Regions from separate parts of the Bicyclus anynana genome. Here region 1 is linked to region 2. The links are chromatin contacts, called in public Hi-C maps. All regions are on one chromosome and are shown on one strand. The core of a region is the stretch at or near the end of the contact, and the rest is flanking DNA. Distances in the headings are between cores, read along the strand shown.

The links. A called contact is a pair of places that touch in the nucleus more often than the background predicts.
Region 1: a Hi-C map of whole body shows a contact between it and region 2, with 3 times the contacts expected there. The contact joins the enhancer-like site here to the promoter of LOC112058583 in region 2. A contact is called at or near these places in 2 of 2 Hi-C or Micro-C datasets (whole body and whole larva).

The regions. Positions count from the first base shown.
Region 1 is chr11:16,844,394-16,847,127 of ilBicAnyn1.1, forward strand. It overlaps LOC112058583 (protein winged eye), which reads left to right. Exons shown (of 14, transcript XM_052884509.1): 8 at 670-780. Among protein-coding and RNA genes, the nearest start is that of LOC112058582, 33 kb to the right of the region's middle. Within about 2 kb of position 1,323, at least 8 of the 8 cell types and tissues checked have open chromatin away from gene starts, as enhancers often do.
Region 2 is chr11:16,745,779-16,748,478 of ilBicAnyn1.1, forward strand. LOC112058583 (protein winged eye) reads left to right here and starts at 1,271. Exons shown (of 14, transcript XM_052884509.1): 1 at 1,271-1,984.

The sequences.
Region 1 (2,734 bases), core at 73-2,572, 99 kb after region 2:
TTAAAAAATGTAGATGCAAAACGTTCGCGGACGTTGTAAAGATCCACTGTTTTTTTAATATCTTCGGTATAGTATGTATGAAGAAACTTGTGCCATTTGCCAGTCATCACTTCGTCGCTTCATGGCAGCCCTTTGCCAGAGGGCTTTAACGTATCAATCAGTTCAACCTAAGCCGATTATATCCACATCTTAACAGTAGGACCTATACATGCAATAATTCGTTGGTCATATAGTGATTGACCCTTATAATTGTTTCTTGTTGATCTTCTGAATATGACCAAATATGAAGAAACAATCATACATTTAGATAAACACCGGCGTGTTGTTAGTCTGAAATTACGATAGACAAAAGATGTAATTAAGAACTATCCCTTTTGCCCTTTTGTATATGAGACCTTGCAATGTAGACTAATAAAATCGTTAAAAATATTAAAGTTAGACATTAAGTAAATTAATAAAAACTCGCAGTAATCGTATAGACGCAGTAGCAACAGCAACTGTACAAGCGTCTACAACTGTACAGTCGTGTACAGTGCGTGCACTATTCAACTGAAACGCTCTCGCCATATTATTTTCCGCACAAAATAAAGTGTTATATATTTTTAATGAGCGGCTGACTGCGAGTACGCGGCCCAATGCAGATATAAAACCTCATTGTTGTGATTGCAGAGACGGCCATGACGGTGGGCGTGGCCAACGTGCTCTGCGACGACCGCCCCGCCCCGCTGGCGTGGCCGACCCCCGCGCCCGCTCCCGCGCCGCCTCTCTGGCAGTACCCCGGTGAGTACCTCCTACGAATTCATGCGAGCCTGGTAACTGCGCGCCAACTGCATTGCGAGAGCGGCGTTTTAGCGTTGCCAGCGCTCCGCTCTAGTGAAATACCTCCTGCGGTGTCATGCCGCTTTGGTAGCGGCATTGCAACTGAGTTTGTCCGTTGGGCCTTTTTACTTGTGTTTTTTTTATTAACCCACTTTTATACACACACACTATCTAGTTGAGCTAGTTGCTAGTACCGGTAATATTAATTTGGAATGTTACGATTATTTAACGTATTTCTTTGTAACGGTTATTTTTTTGTAACGTTATTTTTTAAAATCGTAGGTGATTTGCATACGTTAAAATTTTATTGCGAACTACCTATATTAAGGAAAATAATAATTATAGCGTCCCAATTTATATTGGTCGCGAGCACGGCGTCGGTGAAAAGTGTCGTAACCCAAAATAACTTGAGCTGCGCGCACATTCGGGCGCAAGTATCGATATAGGCGCTCACGATGCGACCGGTCGTTGAAATGATGTAATCAGCTAACAGCCTCCCACCACTTTGGGTCTAATTTGTTTTTTTAAAAGGTCCAAATTCTCTTTTTGGGCCGACACTCGATCCCGTTTATTACGGCCACCGGTTTCTTTCATCGAATCGTTTTATTTTCGTTTCGTAATGAACTAGCCGAGTGCCCACGCCTGCGGTTATTTCGTGTACAATGACTTTGGTTTTTGTGTTTTATTTTTTGCATAAATCGTCGTTTTCTATGTTCGAGCAATTCAATAACGCCTCGTTAAGTTTTTGTCGCTTATTAGGCTGTTATGGAATACGTGGTTAGAATATAATGGGTACATTGTGGGAACGCGTTACTTTATGATTCGATCAATTGAAAAGTTGACAAGCTTTTTGCGTTTTTGCGAAATTTATTGAGTTACGTTTACTTACATACATCCTGCTTGATAGTAGATTGTCCTATCTGAGTCTATCGTCCTACCGTCAAATACTTTTTGCTTTAAGTGTTTCGAATATTCAACTAGCGGGCCCAGTCAAGCTTCGCTTCAGCTTATGTGCACTTCTTTCCTACCCCTACCCTACCCTACTCTCACCCTACATCTACCCTACCCTACTCCTACCCTACATCTACCCTAACCCTACAACACCTACTCTATATCTACCACTCTTAACGCACATTTGAGTTCTATAAACTACATATTTATATTTATTATTCAAACCATGTGCTGCTTCAAGCGATTTTAGTTAATATTTTCGTTAATATTTTTAGTTAATATTTTCCGCCATGAATTTTGCACGATCTTACTACCTGAGTAAAATCGTGCAAAATTCATGGCGGAAGCAGACAAAACTTGAGAAAAAAATTAAAATTTTAATAGTGTTGGCGAAGAAAATAAATGCGATATCCAACTTGAAGTAATTTATGCAATCATGAATATTCAATATCAATGTTTACTGTTCCTAGAATTAGTTGTAACTTAAAATATTTGATCGTTAAAAGGGAGCCGACGAGATGATCGCCTGGGGCGCTTTCAACATTTAATCCGGATTTGAGTTAGGTATGGATTTCATTAATTGCCAAATGGAAAGCCTCCAGATACAATTGCTGTACCATTGCACCTAAGATCTGTTGTGAGTTGTAGTAAAGTTGATGTTAAAGTAAAATTAGAAAAATATAATGTTGCTAAGAAAAATAGGAATTATGTAGGTACATACATAAAATTGAATAAAATAAAAATGTGTTGAATGTCATCTTCCCTTTATAAAGTTATTATTACCCTTGGAATTTAATCAAAATTTAGCCTCTATTCATCACTATCGTGACGAGAAAAATGATGGAAATATGGAGATGAGTACCTGCTGAGGGTATTTATAAAATCGCGTTTACATTCCACCGATTTATCAATCTTTCGTGTACCACGGGAAAATATATTTAGCTTGCCCCAAATCTTAAGAAAA
Region 2 (2,700 bases), core at 21-2,520:
TATGCAGGTTTCCTAACGATGTTTTTCCTTCACCGTTTGAGACACGTGATATTTAACTGAACTTAGAGGTGCATGCCCTGATCGGATTCGAACCTACGCCCTCCAAATCGAAGGCAGAGACATACTGTATCCTTTGGGCTATCACGTCTGTCTATTAAAGAGGTAAGGTTTGATTTTTCATGTGATTGTTTATTACAATTTAACACATGAACTACTTAATCGATATTACAAATTATTTTAGTAAGCAACGGATGAGACATTTTGTCAATTGATTTGATGCTTATTTTATAGGTTGATAATAGTAGACCAAAATAGTGAATAGGTCAACAGACCTATCCGAATACGAACACGACGTCAATTAGTTCTTCTCTTACTCGGATGTTCGGAAAAAGATGTGGCTTTGATATCCTAATACCACTGAAGTTGCAATGTAAGTCGTAGGATCGTGTATCTGACGAAACTCACCATACCTAGGATATATTTAGTATACGTTGAGGTTTGAGAGTCTACGGCTTTATACAAGCTTTGAAAGTTTGTCAGCCCGTAGTAGGAAGGCCTGGCGGTGTCAGTAAGAAGGCAAGTCTGGAGTTTGGAACGTGTCACCGTCTTGTACATATGTTTTCTGTGTCACCGTGGTGACTTTAGGAGTTAAATGTAGGACTTGATATGTGGGGACTTTAGTAGTAAATGGAATGCCCATCTTTGGCCCAGGCCTACCCTTACCGCGCAACTTAGGTACCTATATTAAAAAAAAATCTTGATAATTCTACTTTAATAATGAAATAATTACTTAATCAAAAAAAGTTTGCTACAACAGTTTGTACCTATTTGGACAATTTTCGATCTGGTGTCTTGAAACCTGCTACCTCCACGGTCCAATCTTCATAATTGGCTACTACACAGGTACAGCTAAGTAATTAGTTGAGTAGGTAGGTATATCTGGCTATTGCAGGATCTCAGTCTACATCTGTCATAATCGAGAATCGTTCCATAGACTACAAACTTGCGATGCTAGTAACCTCTGAGTCAAAAGGGTCGTGTCTATTTACGGTTTCTTAGGAAAAGCCTCGGCAAAGGCGAAACCTTATGCCTCGTAAGATAGACCGTTGCCTCGGTGGAAGAATGGCGGAATCCTTACAATGCAGGTTGTATACAAAACTTGTTTGACCAGAATCGAGAGAGAAAAAAAAGTGGCGGGCAAGTTCGCCTACAATAGCATTCCCGCGTCGGTCCCGCCCTCCGCCTCCCGCCCCGCCCGCGCCCCGCGGCCCCGCCGCCGTCAGTCCGCGACCAAACGCGACCGCGTGCGTGCAGCCTAATCATGTGGCTCAGAAAAAATCAACCATCTTACAAACTTAAAAAAAAATAAGTGACTCAAAGACAAACTCTTTTTTTTTAATTTTCGTTAGAGAAGACAATTCTCACTCTCTCATTATAATTTTTAGTTAAGAATAACTATAGTAGTAATAAACAAAAACGATTTCAATGAGTATACGTAAGTTATAAATTACGACAATCTATAAATTAATCGTGTGTAAAATAGAAGCTGTGCGAGGAGTCGCGGTGGTTTACGATTCGGTTATCGATTTTCAACGTCACTACTCCCGAACAGCTGTTTTGAGGATGCGAAAGGAACACGCTAGAACGCAACTGTTCGGTTGATTTTTTTCATTCAAGTTAATTTTTTTGCGATTAGGGATGTGTGAAATTGCCATATAAACGAATTTTGGAAGGTACAGACCCATTTTGTTGCAGTTTATATAATACATTAGTTCTTTTTTCAAAAAGTTTCGATTGCCAAGTGTAGTGTGGTGATTACCTACTTGATATAAAATCCAGTGAATCCTTTTATCCTGTCACTAAACAGTGCATAACAAGAAAATAAGTGATAAAAATAGTGTAGTGTTTGACAAAAAAGTTGTTTAATACTGTGCCATTATATTTGGATTCTATACGTGGATGTGGATTTAATCCTGTTGATAAGGTAAAGGTAGAGTTTAATACATAATATTTTTAGGCAATATGTAATAAAAACATCAATGCAACTTACGCCATGCATTTTTGGTTCCGACAGTAGGCCTAACGTAACGCGTTCACCGTCGTAGCGCCCGGTGAAAACTAAACTTCGTTGTAGGTAGTTTTACTGGGTATTCCTAAACTCTTGGTGAGGTTTACGATTGACTAGGCTGAAAATATTTCGATCTTTGCCTTTGTCAAAAAAAAGTAGAATTTAACCGACCTCAACTAGAAAATAACCGACCTCTATTTTTGAGAAGAGGACTTCCTGAAATCTAACCGCATGTGTGTTAGCTTATTTATTGTTATGTTACTCTAAACCTTTCAAAAATTAATTAATTACCATGAATTAATCAGGTTGATTTTGTCGGTTCATTCTTCAGAAATTATATTTAAGAAGGTAGGTATGTAGGTACACACATTTTAAAAGTTCAGCTCCAGACTTTCAATCCCGTCTAACCTTAGTTTTCTACCGTGCTTATCGGTATATCAGATATTTGTGAAAACAGATACAGGTGGATCTATAAAACAACGCGGACTTATAAAAGACAATATATACCTACCTATCGTATGCATTGTTTCATTAATTAAATCTTGAAAATGTAAAAAACGCTGCGTATACATTAAGTAGAACAAGAGCTTGCGATAGACACTTCGTTTGATGAAGGCTGAGACTTAAGCCAT